4 separate regions of the Mus musculus genome follow, and regions 1, 2 and 4 are each linked to region 3. The links are chromatin contacts, called in public ChIA-PET and capture Hi-C maps. All regions are on one chromosome and are shown on one strand. The core of a region is the stretch at or near the end of the contact, and the rest is flanking DNA. Distances in the headings are between cores, read along the strand shown.

Region 1 (3,976 bases), core at 1,008-3,507, 420 kb before region 3:
CAAGGCTACTATGAAAAAATTAGGCGGAGCTGGGTTCAGTGGGGAATATCTTTAATCCCAGCACTTGAGAGGCAGAGCAAATTACAGGTCAGCCAGGACTAAACTCTGGGTCTAAAAAACAGAAAACCAAACTATATAGATAAACTCTTTCTAGAAAACAAACAAAAAGATCAGGTGGAATAAGGCCATGGACTCAATAAATCCTGTTAAAAATGTGGGTGGTACCAGGAACCTACAAGTTACCTTTAATTTCCACACCTCTTGTTTATGTTTCAAGTTTTAAAAATTATGTGTATGGGCCCTTTGCATGTAAGTCTGCTCCAAGTACATGCCTGGTGCTCAAGAACACTAAAGAAGGCTTCAGTCCCCTGATGTACAATTACACTTCTGACCTAGAATGGAACCCAACTCCTCTGGAAGAGCTACCCTTAAATTGCTGAGCTATGTCTCCAGTCCCTATGCTTTGTTTTTTAACAAGGAAACAAATACTTCATGATCTTTGTGGACTGAAAAGGTATTCCCTAAAAGCTCAGAGGAGCAGTATAGGCTTCCAAAGTTGTTGTTCTTTGGATGTTACCAGATGCTAGCTACCATCCATCCAGGTTAGCCATCTTACCTGCTCGGAAGGCCAGGCCCACTGTGGCTGGGGCCTGTGGCCGTGCTGTCTGGCTAGTGAAGCCACACTCGCCCAGAGTTTTGCCATCATCAAGGAGCTGGTCATCCTGAAGAGAGAAGCAGGGTTTAGGGAGAGGTCCTAAGGTCCCAAAGACAGCCAACTTAGGTGAGGAACTTAGGAAGAGGCATCCCTAAGTATAAAACACATATTCCAGGACTATATCCAAGAATTTCCAGCTCTGACTGCACTGATGGCTTACAGCAGCTAAAAGCTCTGGCAGAGACTTCCAAGGGCATTTTCTAGCACCCATATAGATTGGTTCACAATTCCACTTCCATGAGATCTGATCCCTTTGGCCTCCAGAGCACCTGAGCACCTGGACTGTATGAGAGCAGGTATCACACACACAAAAATAAAACTCACAGGCCTCTGAATTCTGGCTTTTCCAAGCTCTCTAGATATATCTAATTCAAAAGGTAGTTGGAATTTTTTTTTTTTTTGAGAAAATATCTCAAACAGTATTTTGTTCTTGAAATTCTGATCCTCCTACATCTAGCTCCCAAACAGGATTATTGCCCAGTTTTTTCCGCCTGGTGATCTAACCTAGGCTTTCATACAGGTTATGTTAACACTAAACACAGCTGCACCCCTGAGTCCTATCAAGTTTTTCTCTCCACTCCCCACCTTTCTTTTAAAAATCAACCTTAACCTTAAAACGGGAATTATGAGGAGCATAGAAAGCAGCACTAAAAACACTATGTGGTTCCTAGACCAGCAGAGGGTCTTTCAAGAAAAAGATCAGTGGGTATCAGTGAGAAAAGCCCTTTAGAGACATGAATCCAGGCTCTAATCTGGAGTTACAGCTGGAATTAGCTCAATGTATTTAGATTACTGGCACGCTTCTGGGAAGCCTGACTCGGGATTGGGGCATGAGGACCCAACTCCGCAGGCTAGCTTATTCAAAACTGGAGCTGGCTTCTGGAGGTGAGCTTGAATGCCAAGTGTTTCTAGAACATCAGAAGACTGGCGAGGGTAAACACTGGCTGGGTGAATCACTGGTGGGATCTTGACCTATCTTCTAAACAACACTTGCATTCCTCGAGTTCCACCCCACCCTGTGACAGTGGGATTCCGGTGGGCTCCCGACAGGCCGAAGGTGGCTAGCCAGGAACAAACCCTGGCTCTGCCACGACCTTCGGCTGCGTAAGATTATCGAGGCCTCGGTTTCCCCAACCGCTGAGCAAGACGGCCTGGCAGGGCGGGGCGGCTGCCGGGAGACCTGATGCTGCCGGCTCTTCAGCACGATCAAGAGACCTCCTTGTTAAGTGTCCTGTCTGGACCCCCGCGCGCGCAACCGCCACGCCCGCTCGTCGCACCTTGTAAAGCCGCTGCTCCTCTGGCGGCCGCTTGAGGATGCCCTCGACGATGCGCTTCAGTTCGAACACGGTGCTCGACTCCTTGGCGTCCGTAAAGATGGTGGTCTTGTGGCGCCGGATCATGAGAAACACGTCCTGAGGACGGCGGGCCCGCGTCAGCGCTAGCCCGCGGCCCCCGGCGTGGCCCCGGAGCCCCCGCCGCCCCCGGCCCCGCGCCCCTCCCCCCCGCGCCCGCTCACCATCCCGGCGGCTGCTTCTGGCTCGACGCGCCGGCGCGGCCGCGCTCCGCCCCTTCCCGGCAGCCCAAGCGCGACCCAGCGTGCTCTGCGCGGCCCCGCCCGCCCCGCCCCCTATCCTGCAGCCCCTCCCACGCCGTTGCGGCCATCTTAAGCGATCCGGAAGCCACTTCCTGTGCTTGGCCGCCATCTCGGTGTCTGGGTTATAGGTGGTTATATATTGAGCCCGTCTCGGATCCGTGGTGCAAGCTGGGCTTGCTTTGGGGCGTAGAGAGTGAGTCACGGAGAGCTACTCATGCATATCTGCCATGAACAATTTTATATGAGTGTTTTATCTGCATTTATGCCTATGCAACTGTTACATGCAATGCTTGGGAAGGCCAGAAGAGGGCCGTCGGGTCCTCTGGTCGTGTGGGGTGCAGGAAATCGAACCTAGCTAACTCCTCGAAGAACAGCCAGTCCTCATAATCATCGAGCCATCTCTCCAGCCCACGTTTATTTATGGGTCAAGCTCTTGCAGGGAATGTGAGGGGTAACTTTACAGCCATTTTGAGACGATGTACAATTTTGGATCTAAGATCACCACTGTGTATTCTCCTCATCCAGCTCTAGGCTTGGGTCTAAGGGTTTGTTAAATCCAATTCAGCCATGCTTTGTGGCCTCTTAGGAGCTAGAGAAACTATTGCTCTTCGAGACTTCTGCTGTAGTTATTAGGGTCCACTCTAGCTAGACTTGGCCACCTGGTCCCAGTACACCAACTAAAAAGTGTTAATAGTGAAAAGCATTGATAGGTTTACTTAATGTGGCCATAAGAAGAGGTCCAGTGACTTTCCCAAGTCGACTGTGGAGTTTGTTTAAACTGAAATGGAACAAATGAGTAGTGTTAGGCAAGGTATGGCCCATCATTTGACTGTCCTACAAGATGGCCTGATGAGCTGTGACATCTGTTTCAGGTCAAACCCTTCCTTATTCCAACATGAGATTCCTGGGGAAATCCTGATTACTTGGAGACCATTGTTTTTAACAGCCTTGAGAAGGCTAGGCTGACTTCACGACAGACTTCAAATTGGCAGTTAAGGACACTAGGCCTAAAAACTGGGCAAGTCCAGGGAAGTCAATTGATGATTTAAAAAAACAAAACAAAACAAAACCCTAGGCTCCAGCCTTCATGTCCAGGTAATGGACTGTCCCAACTACCTCGTCTGATGCAAGGACAGTGGGTCAGCAGCAGTTTCCAGACATCCTCAGCTACTTAGTAACAGTTCCCAGACCTCCCCAGCAAGTTTCTAGTCCCCACACCATGTTAATAGAATTCTGTAGAGATGTGCACAACAGATTAACATAGAGGTCACCTACACTGGAATTCTCTAATGTGCTTTAAATCAGGCCTGAAAGCTCACTTGGGTGTCTCTATCTTGGTAATAGGAGACCCCAGCATGCTGGACTTGTGCAGCTTAAAACATTCTTTGCATTTACATACTATTTGAGTCTGGGGTATCATTCTTTGGAGAATCATGTATCCTTACAGACTGATAGTCAAAGAGGGGTGGGGAACAAAAGGACAGTGGCTCTTTGGATTATCTTCATTCCTTTTACTATCTCTGGTACATTTCCTGGGACTGAAGAAGACAGGATATTGTCCTCTCCCTCCAGGAACCTGGGTCAACAGCTCACCTTCCGTCCTAGATTCAGTTCCCAGAAAGGTCTGTAGGCTTGATTTTTCAGACCCTTCGAACACTGATTTGTGC
Region 2 (3,897 bases), core at 42-2,541, 460 kb after region 3:
CCCAGTGGCTCTCATGGGGTCATCAGACAGGTTGAAGAGATGGGCCTGACTCAAGGTGAAGGAAGCCCAACAGCCCAGGCTTCAGCACTGAGGTCTTTTGGGGGCTCTCTACTAGTTGTGGGAGGCCAGGAATAGTAACATACTCTCAAAGTCTTGACCAGTAGGCCCAGCATGCCACCCCACTCCTCCAGCCTCAGTGTCATTTGGTTTCTCCCGACTAACAGTGACTTCTGGGATCTGACTAAAGCTGCCCTCTTTTCCACTCCCTCTACTGCTTTGGTCCAAGCCGATGAAATTTTCTGGGAGGTAATGGCGGTGGCCATTGCAGTCTCCTCAGTGAGTTTCTTACCAGCGCTTTCATCTCTGTTGTCTAATGACTTCTAAAACAACTGAGGGGTGTCTCTGCAGTGCCTAAACTTCCCCTTCTTTCACACCTCACATGCTTTTGTGACATTACCCTGCCTGGCCCAGAAGGACTTTTGCCTGCCTTCCTTTCTTTCTTTTCTTTTCTTTTTTGTTTGTTTGCTTTTTGAGACAGGGTTTCTCTGTGTAGCCCTGGCTGTCCTGGAACTCACTTTGTAGACCATGCTGGCCTCGAACTCAGAAATCCGCCTGCCTCTGCCTCCCGAGTGCTGGGATTTAAGGCGTGAGCCACCATGCCCAGCTTTGCCTATCTTTCTTAATAGTCAACACCACAGCGTCACTGCTCCTGGCCCAGGCACTATAACAGGTCATTTGCTTCTGCCCTCTATTTGGGCTGGGCTGGGCTTTCCAAATTCAAATGCTCTGCCCTCCAACCTCCTAAGTCCAGTCCGTGGAAGTCTGCCCATCAAAATAAAAGCAGCGTCGGAGACTCTGCAACCAGTTAACCCATCAACAGAGATGCTGTCAGCACCGAGGCTTTTCTTTGCAAGAGCTCCCTTGCCATAATCCATTCCACTCAGTGACAGATGGAAATTAGTTATCTGAAAACTGCACACTATGAATAAAGGCAGAGCCTCTTCCTATCTTAGCACTAAACAGCAGCTGTTCACAGGGGAACTGACTGAGCTCAGGACTCAGAGCCCCCGCTATCACAATGAACACCCCTCCTAAACTCCTGGCTCCCTTTTCCGGTTCCTCCCCATTTCCCTTCGGGTCCGCGCCTCCTCCGAGGACTTACTTGGCTTTGAAGCGGCACAATCCCGCCGCAGTCTCGGCCATGTCCCAGGGCAGCGCCTCCAAGTTCAGCAGCCTTTCTCCCCGCGTGAACCGGCCAGTGTGCTACTCTGTACTTCAAGGCACGCGGTGATGACGTCAGGAGCCGCAACTCCTTGACGCCATCAACATGCGCGCCGGGAGACCGGCTGCTGCCACTGGGAGTGGGAGCCGAAGGCATATCCAGTGTGGATGCTGGCAGCTGGCAGTAGAACGTCTTATTTACTGTTTTCATTTGGGTCTGTTTTCCTTTCCTTTCCTTTTTCCTTTCCTTTCCTTAACTGTCCTGTCCTTTTTTTTTTTTTCTTTTGGTTTTGTTAGACAAGATGTCTTTTACAACAACGGATTGGTGTCTCGGCGGTGCTTAAAGCTTCCCCTATCGCCGGGCGTGGTGGCGCACGCCTTTAATCTCAGCACTGGGGAGATCGAGGCCAGCCTGGTCTACAAAGTGAGCTCCAGGACAGCCAGGGCTATACAGAGAAACCCTGTCTCGAAAAACAAAAACAAAACAAAACAAAACAAAACAAAAAAAGCTTCCCCTATCACATGCTTCTGTAGATCTTGTCCAGGACTTTCGCCTCTGTGCCCCGCCCCCAACCCGATGTGTGTTTGTGTGTGTGTAACTGTCTGTCTGTCTCGCTCTCCTTTCCTCCTTCCCTCCCTCTCCCCCCACTCCCTTTTGTGTTTTTCGAGATACAGATTCTCTGAAGCACTGGTTGTCCTAGAACTCGTTCTATTGAAGATCTGCTTACTTCTACTTCGCGACTGCTGGATTTAAAGGCGTGTCCTTCCGGCTTGTTTTCTTTTCATTAAAAATTAATTTGTAGCCGGGCGTGGTGGCACACGCCTTTAATCCCAGCACTCGGGAGGCAGAGGGAGGCGGATTTCTGAATTCGAGGCCAGCCTGGTCTACAAAGTGAGTTCCAGGACAGCCAGGGCTATACAGAGAAACCCTGTCTCGAAAAACCAAAAAAATAAAAATAATAAATAATAAATAAAAAATAATAATAATTTGCAGGGCTGGAGAGATAGCTCAGTGGTTAAGAGCATTGGCTGCTCTTCCCGAGGTCCTGAGTTCAATTCCCAGCAACCACATGGTGACTGACAGCTGTTTATAATGTGATCTAATGTCCCTTTCTGGCATGCAGATGTATATGTAGATAGAGCACTTTATAAATAAATTTTAAAATTAACTTGCAGGCTGGAGAGGGCTCAGTGGTGAAGAGTGCTGACTGCTTCTCCAGAGATCCTGAGTTCAATTTCCAGGAAACACATGGTAACTCACAAACATACATAATGAGATCTAGTGCCCTCTTCTGTCCTGCAGTCGTACATGCAGGCAGAACACTGGTTACATAAATAAATCTTAAAAAGAAAATTAATTTACACTCAGTAAGCTGAGGTAGGTGGATCTCTGAATTCAGGGTCGGCCTTGTCTATAGCATAAGTTTCAGCACAGCCAAGGCTACACAGAAAAACCCTGTTTCGGGAAAAAAAATGATTAAGGAAGAGTCTGATTATGTATTCAGTTAGTTTTAGGCTGGTCTGGAATTGTGTGATAATCTAGACTGGCTTCAGGCTCAAGCTCTTTCTGTTTCAGCCTCTCTGATACCCTCAAGTTATCATTTAGTGTGTGTGTGTGTGTGTGTGTGTGTGTGTGTGTGTGTGTGTGTGTGTGCGCGCACGCGCGCGCGCCACACATCTGCCCACTCCACATAGTATATGTATAGACAGAGGACCTGGAAATAACTTCTTTCTTCCACTGTGTAGATCCCAGGGATTAAACTCAGATTATCAGGCTTGGCAGCAGTTACTCAGTGAGACATCTCAGACATCTCTCTAGGCCAGTTTGTGTGTGTGTGTATGTGTGTGTGTGTTTCTGAAAACAAGCAACATGGTCTTTTTTTTTTTTTTTTTTGGTTTTTCGAGACAGGGTTTCTGTGTGTGGCCCTGGAACTCACTCTGTAGACCAGACTGGCCTCGAACTCAGAAATTCGCCTGCCTCTGCCTCCCAAATGCCCGGCGCGCAACATGGTCTTTATTGGCCTGGTTGACTTGAAACAATCTAGCCCAGGCTGGCTTTGAACTCACAGAGATTCCCCCTGCCTCTGAATCATGAGTGCTGGAATTAAAGGCATGTGCTATTACCACCCTCCTTCCAGGCCTTTTTATCTTAACATGGATTTTTAAAGTGCTTTTGGCCTAGGCATGGTTGGAGATACCTTTAATCCCAGTACTCAGGAGGCAGAGGCAAACAGATCTCTGAATTCAAGACTGGCTTGGTCTACTTAATGAATATCAAGTCACCCAAGACTCTGTAGTGAAAACCTGTCTCAAATAAACCATTTTCTTTTATTAAATGCTTCTGGAAATGTTTACATTTGCCCCTTAGCAGGTATGGTCAATATGTAACAGTCCTGAAAGATGTAACCATCTAGGGGTCTTGATTAGACTCATTTTCTCTGCCAATAAAAGAATTAAAAGGCAGGGGAAAGAAACTCAAGTGTAACAGGTGGCAGCAGAGAACTCTCAAAGATGGCAAGCAGGACAAACAGAGTGAGCAGGCGAAGAAAGTTGGTTTTTATGGGTAGGAAATCATACACATAGCAGGCATAAAGACCCTCCATGATGCAGAAGAGGCACTGAGACAAGGCCCAGCTTCTCCTTGAGAGCCTGGAGTTTTGAAAGTTTCTGGTGTCT
Region 3 (4,098 bases), core at 472-2,971:
ACCATTCCTTTTATAGCCAATAAATATTCAGGGAGAATATCAGGTAACATGTAACTTGAATGTTGGAAATTTTCTAATCCAAGATCTACATGACAACCAGAGCTGGAGAAAGCAGTCGACACTGATGAACATTCAGTTTTCCTTGAACTGTACTCAAGAAGGTACTTTTGGGGCCAAGAAACTGCTCAGCAGTGAAGGCTAGCTCACAACCAGTCAGTAAGATCCCTTGGACTTTTGCTATAGCCCAGGCTGGCCTCAAATTCACTAACATTAGCTGAGGTTACCCTTGAACTCCTGATTCCCCTACCTCTACCTGCCAAGTACTGCATTCTAAGTATTAGTCACTATGGCCAGCTTACATTGTTTATATTTGAACATGTGACTATCAGCATATGGTTGACCAAGGGACTTGCATAGCATAGACTGGGAACTCAAATTAGCAGGCCGTTCTGTAGAACATGGAGGCCAGATCCATCCCAGAGCAGCTCTCAGCTTGGCAGATGGTGAGAGCTCCCCAGTCCCCAAACAGAGGGGTCTTCCACACTCAGCTTACAGTGCAAAATCACCCCTTCCTAGCACCGTGGACCCTTTAATACACTCAGTTCCTCATGCTGCAGTGACCCCCAACCATAAAATACCTTCATTGCTACTTCATAACTGTAATTTTGCTACGGTTATGAATCTTAATGTAAATATCTGATATGCAGGATGTCTGATCTGCAACTCCTGTGAAAAGGTCGTGTGACCCCCCCAATGGAGTCGCGCCCACATGTTGAGAACTCAGGCACACAGCAACTGGACCCAGACATGCTCTTCAGATGAGCTCTTCTCCTCCACAGTGGGTTGTTCCAATATTTACTTCAGCAATTCATTCTTCATTCAACGCCTATGGCTTTTTTCCCTATTTCACAAAGGGCCCCCACATTACCCCCCCCCCCCAAGGTCCTGCCTTCCTACTTATAAATGCGCCTATCTTTCTACCTATTTTTCCTCCTCACACTGAGGCAAAAGTGGCTGACCTCGGGCTTTCCATCAGGAGGTCTCTAAGAGACTGTCCACTCCCAAACTCTTCACCTGAGTCTTATTGGAAACCAAATTTACAGCAAAGGCCAAATGTATACCCAGAGAGCTATAATTCCCAAACATTCTAAGAATATTATCATAACAGTTTCTTGACTCGTGTGCTCTAGAGCATGTCTGGAAGTGTTTAACCACTCTAACAAGTGAAATCGCACCCCCAGGTCGTGAGACGTTTTCACGGGGCAGATCCTGTGGCCTCAGCCAACCCTCAGGTGATCAAGCCGCCCACAAGAGTCCGGACAGGGCCTGAGATCGCTCTATATCGTGTGGATTGCCCACGACTTCACAGATAAGTAAAATCGTAGTTTGCTAAGTAGAGAACCTAAATAGCCCTGGGGTAACAGGAGAGGCATAGGCGCCGGGCGGGCATTTAAACCGCGCGGGCGGGCTCGCAGTCGGGGATACGTGCCTACCCCGTGCTTTGGGGGATGCGACGCGCACTCCCGGGTCACAGGGGCCCGAGTCCATGCTCCTCCGGCCTCCGTTCCGTATGACCTATCGCCTACCCGGCTCCCGCCAGCACTCACCACCGCCGCTCCCCATCGCCGAGCTCCCTCCACTGCCGCTTTAGACCGCTCTCAAGCGCGCCCGCGCCTGGGGCAAGTGCACGGAGCGCCTCACGCAGGCGCGGGCCCCACCCCCGCCCCGTTTTCAAACGCGCCGGGAGCTCCTACTGGTAGGACCACAGAGTTACGCCCCCCAGATCACTAGCCTCTCCTGCCCCGCAGGCTCTGGGCATTTGTGATTGGCTACACCAGGACGCGAATTCAAACGCTGGCTGTCTATTGGCTTATCGCTCGTGGTTGACCCGCCTTCTCCGCTGGGCGGGGGACGGAGGAGTTCAGCTGGCGCCGGCGGGCTATCCTAAAAAGCCCGCCCGGAGGCAGAGAGGGCTGGTCTTCTCCCTCCAAGACTTGTCCTACCGTCCGGAGTTGGTCGTGGCTTACTACCTGTCCCTCCCACGCGAGCTTCCGGCCGAGGAGACTGCATTTGGAGGCGCCAACTCCAACACTGATGTGGAAATTGCAGAAGCTGGGCTCCGATGCCGGGCAGCCACAGCCACAGTCACAGTCTGCTGAGCGATGTGTTCACTCGAGTACATGTTCCGTATTCTCATGAGATGATCTGTCGAGAAAAGACAAGTGGTCTCTTGAGGGTGGAGAGCGAGGAATAGGCCCAGGCTTATCCCCACAGCTTGGGTCAGCCTTCATCCCCTCCCCGAAGCCAGCATGCTCACTGTATCTGACCTGTGCTGGAAGCTGGATAGCAAGACCTCTAGTGGGTCTGAGACAGTTAATAGGGAATGGCTGTTCACAGCACAGAATATTAGAGAACCCTAGAGCAAGACTTGGGATTTGCTCCCCATTGCTGCTGATCTCCATGGGGAACCCTCACACTGTCTCTTTTCCGGAAGACTATACTGTTTTCCAATTTGTTACTTTTTCTTTTCTTCGAGACAGGGTTTCTCTGTGTAGCCCTGGCTGACCTGCAACTCACTCTGTAGACCAGGCTGGCCTTGAACTCAGAAATCCGCCTGCCTCTGCCTCCCGAGTGCTGTGATTAAAGGCATGTGGCACCACCACCCAGCTACTTTGTTACTTTTTTATCTTCCTCCTTTTGTACTTTGTTACTTGGGACAGAAGTGCTGTTTTCAGAATTTGCTTTTGGTAGCCTCTGGAAGGTATTAAAAAAACTAAATCTAACAATGAGCAAACCCGCTGTCCATCACATTTCAGAATACATAACAATCTATCTGGTCCCCTGGTTAATCAGAGTTACAAAGTCATCAGTTGATCAGTTGTCTTTTTTTTTTTTTTTGCTCTACCTTGTTTTGTATCCTACTCAATTTCAGTTTCTATTATTTATTGGAGGCGGGTTTTGTTGGTTTTGATAAAGGGTCTCCCAATGCCCTTCAGCTAACAACCTGACACTGCTTAGAGTCATCTGAGGGAGACTCAGTTATGTGATTGCCCATATCAGACTGGTCTGTGGCCATGTCTGTGAGGGATTGGTATGATTGATGACTGAGAGGGTTCAGCCTCTCACCACCTCTGGTGGTGCCATCCCTAGGTAGGTGTGTCTAGGCTATATAAGAAAGCTAGCTGAGCATCAGCCAGACAGCACTGGTCCATGGTCCTGCCTTGGTTGAGCTCCGGCTCTGACTTCCTTCAATGATGGGTTGTGACCTAGAAGTGTAAGACAAATAAATTGTTTTTGGTCCTGTTGTTTGTTAGAACAGAAAGCAAACTAGAAAACCCCACGAAGCCCAGGCTGACCTATAACGTGAGGTCTGTCCTGCTCCAGCTTCCTGACTGTTGGCTTATAGTTAGGTACCACTTCTGTCACGTTTGAATATGTTTGGCCCAGGGAGTGGCACTATTAGAAAGTGTGTTCCTGTTGTAGTCGGTGTGTCACTGTGGTATGGGCTTTAAGACCCCCATCCTAGCTTCCTGGAAGCCAGTGCTAGCAGAATACTGATACAGATGAAGATGTAGAACTCTCAGCTCCTCCTGCACCATGCCTGCCTGGATGCTACCATGTTCCCGTCTTGATGATAATGGACTGAACCTCTGAATCTGTAAGCCAGCCCCAATTAAATGTCCCTATAAGAGTTGTGCTGGTTATGGCATCTGTTCATAGCAGTAAAACCCTAACTAAGACAACTTCACTTGGCCAAAATATTTTTATGTTTTAGGAACCAGGTGTTCTCTTGGCTGTAGATCTGATCATGTCCTGCCTCCTGGTCCTACCACTGTTGAACCCCTATGGCTAAGAGCTACTCCACCAGAGTATGAGGTATATCCATCCCCATTGGGCTTCATGGGATGAGAAATCTCAGGAAAGTCAGCTCTTGGGAGCTGAGGAGCCCATGTATTTCAGGGAGGCACAGACCACATCCAAGCAGCAATTTCCAAGCACAAACCAAATGTAAAGAGATCTATTAAGCAAGGCAAAGAGACAAGGTGGCTGAATCTGAATGGGCAGACACTGTAGCAAATAAGTTTGCAAGTATTAATT
Region 4 (4,253 bases), core at 1,694-4,193, 450 kb before region 3:
GCAATCACCAACCATGCCTCTTGGGGCTCTAGTATTTTTATATATCCTCTGAAAAGTTCCCAGAATTACAAATGTGTCACAATCCTAGAAATTATCTGCAGCTGGCAAAAACATGCTTCTGCTAGAGCATGAGGCAAATCACAGTCAGCTCCTGCAGGCAGTCCAGAGCAGCTCCACGTCTCTGTAGCTGGGATTAAAACCATATACATATATTTCTGTTGTTTTTTTTTTAAAAACAAGATTCCAGAACTCTTACCACATCTGTAGATTATACCAGTGCCTCTATGTTACATTCACCCATTTATTTATTTCATGTATGTGTTTTGGGGCTGGGGGTTGGTGTCATGCCACACATTAGAAAGTGAGAGGACAACTTTGCAGAAGTCGGTTCTGTTCTCCTGCCTTACAGGTTAGGTTTAGTTCCTTTCCTAGCTGAGCCAGTCCTGTTAGTCCTACATTCCTGCTGCTATTATTGTTGAGAAAGGGTTAACCCAGAGCTCAGGCTGGCCTTGAACTCACAGGGATCTTTCTGTCTCAATCTCTTGAGTCCTGGGATTACAGACATGTGCCAGCATGCCCAGCTTTCAATGTTAATTTGATTTTGAAAGTCTCATTGTGGGCATATAAAGGAACTCACTGTTGTCGTGGAAAAGGAGCATTTTCCCCGAGGGGTGGTCACAAACATTTAATACACTAATTCAGACACAAAATAGGAGCAATCTAGAAATGATACAATTGGGCTGGTGAGATGGCTCCGTGGGTAAGAGCACTGATTGCTCTTTCGAAGGTCCTGAGTTCAAATCCCAGCAACCACATGGTGGCTCACAACCATCCGTAATGAAATCTGACACCCTCTTCTGGTGTTTCTACAGTATACTTACATACAATTATAAATAAATTAAAAAAAAAGAAATGATACAATCTTTAAAGAAGCCACTACCCTTTACTTTCAACCTAAAATACCTTAGCTCCAAAGATGTGCCCAGCTTATGGAACTATAGAAGTGTTGGAGACTTGAAGGTAGAAATGGGACTGAGATTCCTACACAGATGGTGGCTTTCACAATCTTGGAATTCTAATACCTGAGTATATCCTTTTGTTGGTAAATTGAAAAGAAACAACAATACGAGATCTAATTTCTCATACTCATCTGTTAAGGCCACCTGGCATTATCTTGAAGGCTACAAGGTCAGCTTCCTACAGCTCTGCTTCCTGGGGGACTACTTTTTTTTCCTCGTGTCTTTTTATTTATTTATTATTAGATATTTTCTTTATATACATTTCAAATGCTGTCCCGAAAGTTCCCTATCCCCCCCCCCCCCCCCCCGGGGAAGACTACCTTTTAATCAGCCCTGGAAAAAGGACTTTTAAAAATTAATGGGAGTAGGCTGGAGGGACGGCTCAGTGAGACCTTAGAATTGTTCATTCAGAGGAGCTAAGTTTGGCTCCAGCACCCACCTAAGCTGCCTCCCAAGCCCCTTAACCGTATCTTTGGGGGATCTGACCTCTGACCTCTATAGGCACTGCACGCATGTGCACCTTCAACAGACAAACATGCGTATATTTGTTAACACACTAAGTTAAAAGAAGGAGGAGGGGAAGACGAAGATGAAAAGGAAGACGAAGAAATATGATGAGCAGGGAGTGCTGAAAGACTCCGAGAGGAGCCCCTCGCTCAGGCCTCAGGACAATATCGGACACCCAAGAACTCATGACAGACCGAGCTTGTTGCAAACCACATGAGGCTTTATTTGGGGAAAGCCAGAGCTCTGGGGACAACTCATATCCCACGCAGGGGTAGAGGAGTCGTCCTCGAGGGGAAAGAGTTTCCAGTTTTTATAGGCCCTCAGGGGGGAAAGGAGAAGGGGGAGATTAGGGGATTTCCAGATCTAAACAATGTCTATTCTCAAGAAATGGGTATGGAGGGGTACAAGGAGAGTCTAATGAAGGTGCAGCAATGAGCACACACCTGGTCAGAACATTGGCAGACACACAGGTTCAAGGAGTGGCCAGAGCATTGTGCACCTCTATTTTTCTAAATCAGTGAAGCTAGTTCTGCTAACACTGACGTCTATCTTGCCAATTTCAGGGCTTCTGTGTCCTTTTACATTCTGCCAGGATCTTTCAGTGCCTCAGTGGTGGGGCCCTTGCTACCGAGTGAGAGGCACTGGGACAAACTCCCGGAACCGTGCTATAGGGCCAGGAAATGGAACTGCATTCTCACATTCCTCCACTTACATGGCATAGTCTCTATAGGCGAAAAGTAATCACTTAGTCTCTTTGCCCAAAGGTAAGAGAAAGTATTTTTTAGTGGTCTGCAAGCCCCACTTCAGATAGGACTACAGAGGTGGAAACTGTGGAAAGCACCGGATACTGGGCCAGAAGCCGGGTTCAAGTGGCTCCAGAGCTGTCAGGTGGCTTGACTCTGAAGCACCTCTTCCTGCGAAGAAGACTCGGTGCTGTGGGGCCTCGTACACATTAAAGAAAACCATGGTCACAGTGACTAGGTAAAGCTGCTGAGCCACTGCCACCCAACACGGTCACATAAAATGGCGACCCTGCCTAGCGGAGGAGTCTTACGCGTTTTCTCTCTAAAACCGAACTACAGCTCCCAGAACTCTGTGCGCGGAAGGCGTGCGTCTGAGCTACTCCCGGGTGTTGTGGGTTGCGGCCCCCGCGCCCCTCCCCCCTCCTACAGAAGTTTTTTTTCAGCCGACCTTGCAGCTTCGGTACGGAGCCACGCCTTTCCCCGCAGTGCCCGACGGGACTCGGGGTTTTTCGACTTTTCAGTAGCACGTCCCTTCGCCTAAGGTCCTCCTTGTGGCTTCAACGCCTGCGCACGACGCACTACGGTTCCCAGAGGGCCCAGCGGCTCTCATGATTGCGTGCTGACGCACTAGGTCGTGCTGACGCGCAACGCTGCCCAGGCGGGGTGCGAGTGGCGCAGTCGAAGCCCGCTGCGGCCCCTGAGGAAGCGAGGAGGCGGCGGCGGCGGCGGCTGAGGCGGGCGGACCGACGAGGCGGCGGCTTCAGGCTCCGAGGGATACGAAAACTTAAGCAGCAGCTGCGGCGGGACCTCCCTGTTTGACAGTCGGCGGCCGGAGGCGGCGGCGGCGGGTGAGAGAAAGGGAGCGCGCTAGCCGGGTGGGGGAGGGGCGGCGGGCTGGGCCGGAGGCTAGAGCGCGGGGAGAACGGCCCAGGCCGCCGCGCGCACGCGTGCTCGTCGCCTCGGCCGGCGCGGTCGCCTTCCCTTCCTCCCCTCCCCCTCCCGCGGTTCCTGGGACGCGCGGCCTTCAACTCCTCCGCCCCTCCCCCACACGGCCGCGGCGCGCGCGGCCGCCTGGTCTCGTCCGCGCGCCCCCGGTGAGACAGCATTGCGCGAGGCTCTGCTTCTCTCCTTTGCTCTACCTGGGGCTGAGGAGGCCGTCGTTCCGCGGTCGTCCTCTTCGGTCTTTTAGGGGGCGGGGAGAGGGCGGCAGCGGAGGTACTTGTCCCCCGCCCGAGCTTCGGACCTGCTGGTACCTCTCCTCGATCGGCTCCGGCGTGGGTCCACGGGCCCTGCTAGGGGCCTGAGAAACGGCCAGAGCCGCCCAGACCGCGGGGCGCCGCGTGGCCCCCTCCCCCCTCCTCGAGGCCGAAAATAAGCTGGGCTGCCCAGTGGGCGGCGGGAGGAGGCCTTGAACTTTCGGAGGCCAGGATTTAAACCGTTCGTCCTCGTTAGTATCAGAGGCTGTGAGTGTGTGCGTGGGGGTGGGGGATCCCCAAGTCTTAAAAAGTGAGGATAATAAAACCGCGAAAGTATTCAGCCTGCGTGTATAAGGAAGACCAATGTGCTCCTTTCAACCCTGTTATTTTATTTCTTTTTTACGGTTTGGTTTTATGAGCTAGGGCCTCTAAATAGTCTTGGTTGGTCTGGCACTAACCGTGTAGATCAGGCTAGCATTGAACTCAAGAAATCTGCCTGCCTCTGTGGGATCAAAGGCATGAGACACCATGTCTGGCTCCTACCCTGGTTTTTGTTTTTTGTTTTTTTTTTCCCCGGAGACAGGGTTTCTCTGGCTGTCCTGGAACTCACTCTGTAGACCAGGCTGGCCTCGAACTCAGAAATCCGTCTGCCTCTGCCTCCACACCCGGCTCCTACCCTGTTTTTAAAAAGGTCTCCTCAAATATTAAAGCTAAGCCTTTTAGAGCTTTTCGATGGGGAAAAAATTCTTGACTTAATAGCCTGGCTTCAGTCAGCCATTACTTGGTGA

The links. ChIA-PET counts read pairs in DNA pulled down with a chosen protein or histone mark. Capture Hi-C pulls out chosen DNA fragments and counts their contacts.
Region 1: a capture Hi-C map of embryonic stem cells shows a contact between it and region 3, with 2.9 times the contacts expected there. The contact joins the promoter of Elob here to the promoter of Ccnf in region 3. A contact is called at or near these places in 1 of 39 promoter capture datasets (neural stem cells), 1 of 484 Hi-C or Micro-C datasets (embryonic stem cells), 2 of 115 datasets of contacts at active chromatin or transcription factors (pancreatic cancer cells and pro-B cells) and 1 of 9 other capture datasets (embryonic stem cells).
Region 2: an RNA polymerase II ChIA-PET map of memory CD8 T cells shows a contact between it and region 3, with 49 read pairs. The contact joins the promoter of Tbl3 here to the promoter of Ccnf in region 3. A contact is called at or near these places in 3 of 115 datasets of contacts at active chromatin or transcription factors (bone marrow-derived macrophages, memory CD8 T cells and pancreatic cancer cells).
Region 4: a contact with region 3 is called in an RNA polymerase II ChIA-PET map of memory CD8 T cells, with 33 read pairs. The contact joins the promoter of Srrm2 here to the promoter of Ccnf in region 3. A contact is called at or near these places in 2 of 39 promoter capture datasets (cranial neural crest and neural stem cells), 1 of 484 Hi-C or Micro-C datasets (embryonic stem cells), 1 of 115 datasets of contacts at active chromatin or transcription factors (memory CD8 T cells) and 1 of 9 other capture datasets (liver).

What each region holds. Positions count from the first base shown.
Region 1 is chr17:23,826,852-23,830,827 of GRCm38.p6, forward strand. It overlaps Elob (elongin B), which reads right to left and starts at 2,258. Exons shown (of 4, transcript NM_026305.2): 1 at 2,232-2,258; 2 at 1,993-2,127; 3 at 617-722. The coding sequence starts at 2,234.
Region 2 is chr17:24,706,362-24,710,258 of GRCm38.p6, forward strand. Tbl3 (transducin (beta)-like 3) reads right to left here and starts at 1,292. Exons shown (of 22, transcript NM_145396.4): 1 at 1,163-1,292. The coding sequence starts at 1,203.
Region 3 is chr17:24,249,688-24,253,785 of GRCm38.p6, forward strand. Ccnf (cyclin F) reads right to left here and starts at 1,722. Exons shown (of 17, transcript NM_007634.4): 1 at 1,608-1,722. The coding sequence starts at 1,623.
Region 4 is chr17:23,800,282-23,804,534 of GRCm38.p6, forward strand. Srrm2 (serine/arginine repetitive matrix 2) reads left to right here and starts at 2,944. Exons shown (of 15, transcript NM_001368687.1): 1 at 2,944-3,117. It overlaps Gm52285 (a long non-coding RNA gene), which reads right to left and starts at 3,491. Exons shown (of 2, transcript XR_003952234.1): 1 at 3,409-3,491.